Regions from separate parts of the Sus scrofa genome. Here region 1 is linked to region 2. Evidence: chromatin contacts called from public HiChIP or PLAC-seq data. All regions are on one chromosome and are shown on one strand. Each heading gives the region's core, a stretch centred on a gene start, on an enhancer-like site or on the middle of the called end of the contact. The rest is flanking DNA. Distances are from core to core; before and after follow the strand shown.

Region 1 (2,717 bases), core at 78-2,577, 270 kb after region 2:
GGGATCTGAGTCGTGTCTGCAACCTACACCACAGCTCACGGCAACTCCAGATCCTTAACCCACTGAGCAAGGCCAGGGATTGAACCTGCAACCTCATGGTTCCCAGTCAGATTCGTTTCCGTTGTATCACGACAGGCACTCTACATTCATCTTTCATAGTTATCGTTATTCTCTACTGAAACTAGATCCTTGCAGTAGCCTGAAATAGGGGTAGAAAGTTGTCTTTTTCCCCCTGCTAGCCATAATATCCACCACAGTGCTTGAGGTCATGTGGTATGTGCTTAATAAAATTTCTTTGACAGAACTGAAGATCTTGGGGGGAAAGGGGTACACTCATTCATTCATTCAACATACACTATTGAGAGGCTATTATGTGCAAAATTCTGTGCTAGACAGTGGGATTATAACCAAGAAGGTGACCCAGGGCCTACTTTTGTTCCGGTAAAAGAGATGGGGTGACATCAATATGCAATTTTAATTCAGCTGGCTAAGGGCTGCATTGGAGCTTAGGTCACAGTTTAGATTTTTTTTTTTTTAATGGATTTGGATGAGCAAAGTGTGGCATTTTAGCTCAAGGTAATTATACTAGAAAAGGCATTTAAAAAATAAGGCGATTCTGCCAAATCACTATGAAACCCAGAGTCAGGCAATAGTCCAACTTTCTGTTAATGGTCTGCTGTTTTCACTTTGTAAAGTGGAGATGTTTTCTTGGTAAACAAGGTCAAATACAGTATCTTGGGTAAAATAATAAGGTGAGATAATACATGTAAGGTATACAGGTCAAAATCTGTATATACTCTGTGAAAGTTGTCTTTCTCTGCTAAACTGCTCCTCCTAAGCTGTCTTCTGAGCATCAAAAAAACAAAAACAAACTTGCTTAGTGTTCACTGATCTCTTTCAGGTTTAATTCCAACTGTTCTTTCTTTATCCTTTTCCATTTTCTTTAATATGACCTCTTTTCACAAAGGCTGAGGAAACTGGTAAATGTAATAAATCGAGCAGGTTCTTTTGGAGTGGGGAAAGTTGTGTTCAGGACAGAGGACAGTCACTACCGGCAGAGCCACTCTGGGCAAGTACTTAAACTGACAGTTTCCTCCATTCCATCCTTAATAAGAATAATAATAAAAAAAGTGGGGAGATGATGTTTACGTAAAGCGCTGAACACAGTGCCCGATACGTAGTAAGAGCTCAGGAGAAGTTAGCTATTAAACGAGTCTAAGAATCCGGGGTCTTGGAGGTGGTATTTTCTCTCTTGCAATCAAAGGAGTCGAGTGTAATCTTTAGATGATTGAGTTAAACCTGAACGCGCACGCTCAGCCTTGATGCAGTTTGATCTCTCCGGGCCACCGTCGCCGAGCATGCGTAAATAAACGTGGCGGGATGTGTCATGGCGAGCTCCAGCTAAAGCCTCTGCAGTTTCCGGCGAGTAGCGTGTGGGATTCTTTTACTTTGATCTAGTTTGTAATTTCCTGACTACTGGGTAAGGTGGCCGGTGGGGCAGAGTTTGTCCAGAGCTCCTTTTATGGCGGAGCCTCATTTCCCCACTTTCAGTCTTTCTTGGGTCGTTTGCTGGTTGGTTTTGCAGTTAAAAGGGAACCTACCAGCTGGGCTGGGGGAATTGAGAGGCAGGTAGCGCTGCCAGAAGTGAGGACGGAGTCGTTGGTCTTATAGGGGGCTGTGTAAGGGGCATTTAAGGGACCATATTCCTCATCGTCAGATCTAGCGTCTTTCGGGCTCCCATTTTCTGTGTTAGTGAGTTTGTGGGAAGTTTGCAGTGACCTAGGTTTCCTAGAGTTGCATCTCAATAAGCACTTAAACTGAAGTTGGTCTGAAGAGCAGGTGTCTTGTTTTTTCACTTTTCCTTTTCGTTCACTGTTAAAACCTCTTTCTGAATCTCGAGACGACACGTGTCTTTCGGTTGGGAGGTGATGTAGATACTTAGTTCATTGCCCTACACCTGTTTTGTAATTATCAGTGTTTCTTAAATCACGCAGACGTGTTGTTGTGCTAGATAGTGTTTATTAACTATGGCCAGACGCTGGGTCTCAGTCATGGCAAATACGGCAGATGTTATCATACCTGTCCTAATCAGCAAGAAATTGGGAGTAGGATCGAACATCGTTAACCTTACCTGTAAAGCAGCTTTTATGGAGTTTAATCCCGTTTAGGTAGTTTTAAAGAGTCCTTACTGTGGTTTCGTGAACTGGTTTAGAGCTTGTTTTTTTCTAATCAGTTTTTGTTTTCCAGACTTGTCTTTTAAGAAGATTTGAGACTATTTGGAGATAATCAAGGTACTTGTTTATTTTAAACCTCTTATGTTTGAGTGACATGTTACACATTATGATGTGCAGAAAGGTAGCCCAGTTTTAATTTCTTAGTGATTTTGCTGCCATTATTATATGGAAGTGCCATGATCTCCATATCACTAAATTCAAGGAACATTTTCATTCATTTGACTTAACCTTTCATCACCTGCATTGAGCACCACTGATCATGTTCACCGCTTAGACATGCTCGCTTCCTTTTCCTTCTGTGACCCACTGTTTTCCTCCTTCTTTGGTGGCTGCTTCTTGATCTTCACTATAGGCTGGTTCTCTTTTATTTGGCAGTTAAATGTGGAGTCTCTTGAGGCTTGGTCTTGTCCCCTCTCCTCTTCTAATTCTGTTCTTTTTCCTCTGGGTGATCTGTTCCACATCTTCATCAACATTGTTGTTCTC
Region 2 (2,857 bases), core at 10-2,509:
TACACTTGATTCATTTATCAGAATGCTTTAGAACTTGGTTCCAGGAAACGAGGCAACCCAAACCCAAAACTTCAAACAAATAAAAAAGTTTATTCGAAACTGCTGTGCAGGATATACCTTTTTTCCCCCCCATAGTGACAGCAGAAAAACATCAACTCCGAAAAGCAAAAAATCCACCTGTCTAGTTTGGGAGCAGTGAAAACTGCTATGGGGGCGGGGATGGAGGTAGATCATGCTCCCCGCCAGGCTGCATGCCCACCCCGGCTCAAGGTGGCTTCCTGCGATCACGCCCCAGCCGAGGCCCGGCCGCCCGCAGTTACCTGGTCCAGCGGGATGCCCAGGAGCTCGCTGAGCGGGTGCAGACAGGTGGAGCCGGTGGTGCGGTAGGACAGGCTGGACGGCGGCTCTGCTGCCATCCTGCATCTTCAGGAGACTGCTACCCCGGCCCCACGCCACCCTGCTGCGCGTCCTCTCGCCCAAGTGCGCGTGGGTGGCTGTCCCGAGGGGGCGCGCGGCCGCCTAGCTCGCGGTGACCCAGCAGCGAACCGGGAACGCGATCAAGCGCAAGCTCTTGGGGCGCAAACTTGGCGTTGGCGCTGCGGCCACGGGCGCGGTAGGAGGGCCGCGACCGAGCGCGCTCCGCTTCCCGCTCCCCTCCTCTCGCCGCTCATTGGCCGGGACGCCCGGGACGGCCCGGGAGGAGGGAGGGAGGGAGGAAAAGTGGGGACTCGGAGCCCGGCCCCCAAGCGCCACCCTGCCCTCCCTGCCCCGGCCGACCCGAGGAGGAAAGCGACGCCACGGGCGCCGCCGCTTAGCTCTGCGCCTGGTCGCGCGCAGCCCCGGGGGCGGGAGGAGCCTCTCCTCTTCCTTCTCCCGAGCTCGCCGTCCTCCCTGCCCCACAAAATGACTTCCCCCCGGGTTCCCCTGGCCGGCGCCGAGCCCTAGGGAGCACCCTGGCCCCACCCTGTTTTGGTTTCACTGCACGCTCGCCAACCCCGCCCTCCGGTCCCCGCGCGGGCTAAAATTTTCCTTCGCTTTCCTTGCAAGCTTTCTCCCTCGCAATCCTCGGGGCAGAAGGTTAATCTGCCGGTGGCTGGGAGCCCAAGGAGACCCCGGTACGCCCAGCCGCCCCCCCCAACCCCACCCCCACCCGCAGCACCCAGCCCCCTCTCTCCTTACATTCCTGTGGTCAAGGCGTAGTTTCCTACACCCTGATCTGCCATGGTCTGTGTCACACAAGCGCATACACCAGGACTACCGGCTTCTGACCCTGAATGTCTGACCCGCCCTCTGGATTAAGAACTCCTTTACCCCTGTAGGAAACAGGGCTACTGTTACATTAAACGCATTCTGATCAGTTTTTTTGCCTGCACCGGTTCTAAAAAGCGGCACCTCGCCCCTTCATTTCCGTGTCCTCAGACACCCAAGTGTATCACTGGCACTTGGAAAACTTTTCCAGTGGATTAATAGGTTTTGAGAATCATAAAATCTTGATCATTTCCAGGAACTGCTGTATGCTCGCTGATGGACAAGGCTTTCAGGAAAACAGTGTTGGCATGGGATGAGTAGGGGAAAAAAGAAAAGCGACTTGATGGGAATCCTCAGGCTTCGCCAGGTAACCAAGCCCAAATCTTTGAATCAGCAGTTTACCGGGGAGCTGTTAGGGAGCCAGGGAGCCAACCAAACAGGGGAACAGTAACCTTGAGGCAGAGCCAATACTGTTATCAATGTGGCCTGCAGCTTGAAATCCCACAGAAGGCCTCTCCGCCACTTGTTACAACTTCCTCTCCCAGGCTAGGCCTCACGCTGGCCTTCTGGGAGAGTTTCATCGCTAAAAAGCTGCACTGAACTTTAAAAGGCCAGGCCAGAGTTTCTCAATTCATGACCTCTATTGAGGAACAACAAAAAAAAAATGTCCTTACCACCACTCCCTGTGCTCATGGAGATTTTACAGAAGGCCACCATCACCAAATGACAATCTCTGCTTTATTCACACCACATGCGTGTGCGCGCGCACACACACACACACACTCACACATACATAGGCATATGCTTGAGGATAGATCAGGCTAGACAGGTTCATTAAATATTACATAGTTTTAGAAAATGACCAGAAGTGAAGCCATGTTCCTCTTATCTTTTTTTTTTTTTTTTTTTTTTTTTGTCTTTTTAGGGCCTCACCAGTGGCATATGGAGGTTCCCAGGCTAGGGGTCGAATCAGAGCTACAGCTGCTGGCCTACACCACAGCCACAGCAACACAGGATCTGAGCATGTCTTTGACCTATAGCACAGCTCATGGCAACACTGGATCCTTAACCCACTGAGCCAGGACAGGAATGGAACCCGCATCCTCATGGATACTAGCCAGGTTCATTAACCATCGAGCCATGATGGGAACTCCAAAAGAGGACCGAGCTGCTGCATGAGCCAGGAAATAAATGTTCCTGTTATCTTGAGTAAGATGACAGCTTAAGTGAGGTAGGTGTCTGAGGGCAGAAGGAGCTTGAAAATACTATTTTATTTTATTTATTAATTTTTTTTTGTCTTTTTGTCAAAAATTAGCCTTCACAGAGTTCCCGTCATGGCTCAATGGTTAACGAAGCCAACTAGGAACCATGAGGTTGCGGGTTTGATCCCTGGCCTCGCTCAGTGGGTTAAGGATTCCGAGTTGCCATGAGCTGTGGTGTAGGTCGCAGACGCGGCTAGGATCCCGTGTTGCTGTGGCTCTGGTGTAAGCTGGCAGCTACAGCTCCGATTAGACCCCTAGCCTGGCAACCTCCATATGCCTCGGATGCGGCCCTAGAAAAGGCAAAAAGACCAAAAAATTTTAAAAAATGAGTCTTCACATAGGCGTAG

Evidence for each region. HiChIP or PLAC-seq counts read pairs in DNA pulled down with a chosen protein or histone mark.
Region 1: a contact with region 2 is called in an H3K27ac HiChIP or PLAC-seq map of alveolar macrophages. The contact joins the promoter of CDKAL1 here to the promoter of MBOAT1 in region 2. A contact is called at or near these places in 3 of 47 Hi-C or Micro-C datasets (fibroblasts, heart right ventricle and liver) and 1 of 2 datasets of contacts at active chromatin or transcription factors (alveolar macrophages).

What each region holds. Positions count from the first base shown.
Region 1 is chr7:15,909,318-15,912,034 of Sscrofa11.1, forward strand. CDKAL1 (threonylcarbamoyladenosine tRNA methylthiotransferase) reads left to right here and starts at 1,328. Exons shown (of 16, transcript XM_005665616.2): 1 at 1,328-1,422; 2 at 2,248-2,291.
Region 2 is chr7:15,643,073-15,645,929 of Sscrofa11.1, forward strand. It overlaps MBOAT1 (lysophospholipid acyltransferase 1), which reads right to left and starts at 1,260. Exons shown (of 13, transcript XM_013977464.2): 1 at 1,180-1,260. The coding sequence starts at 1,245.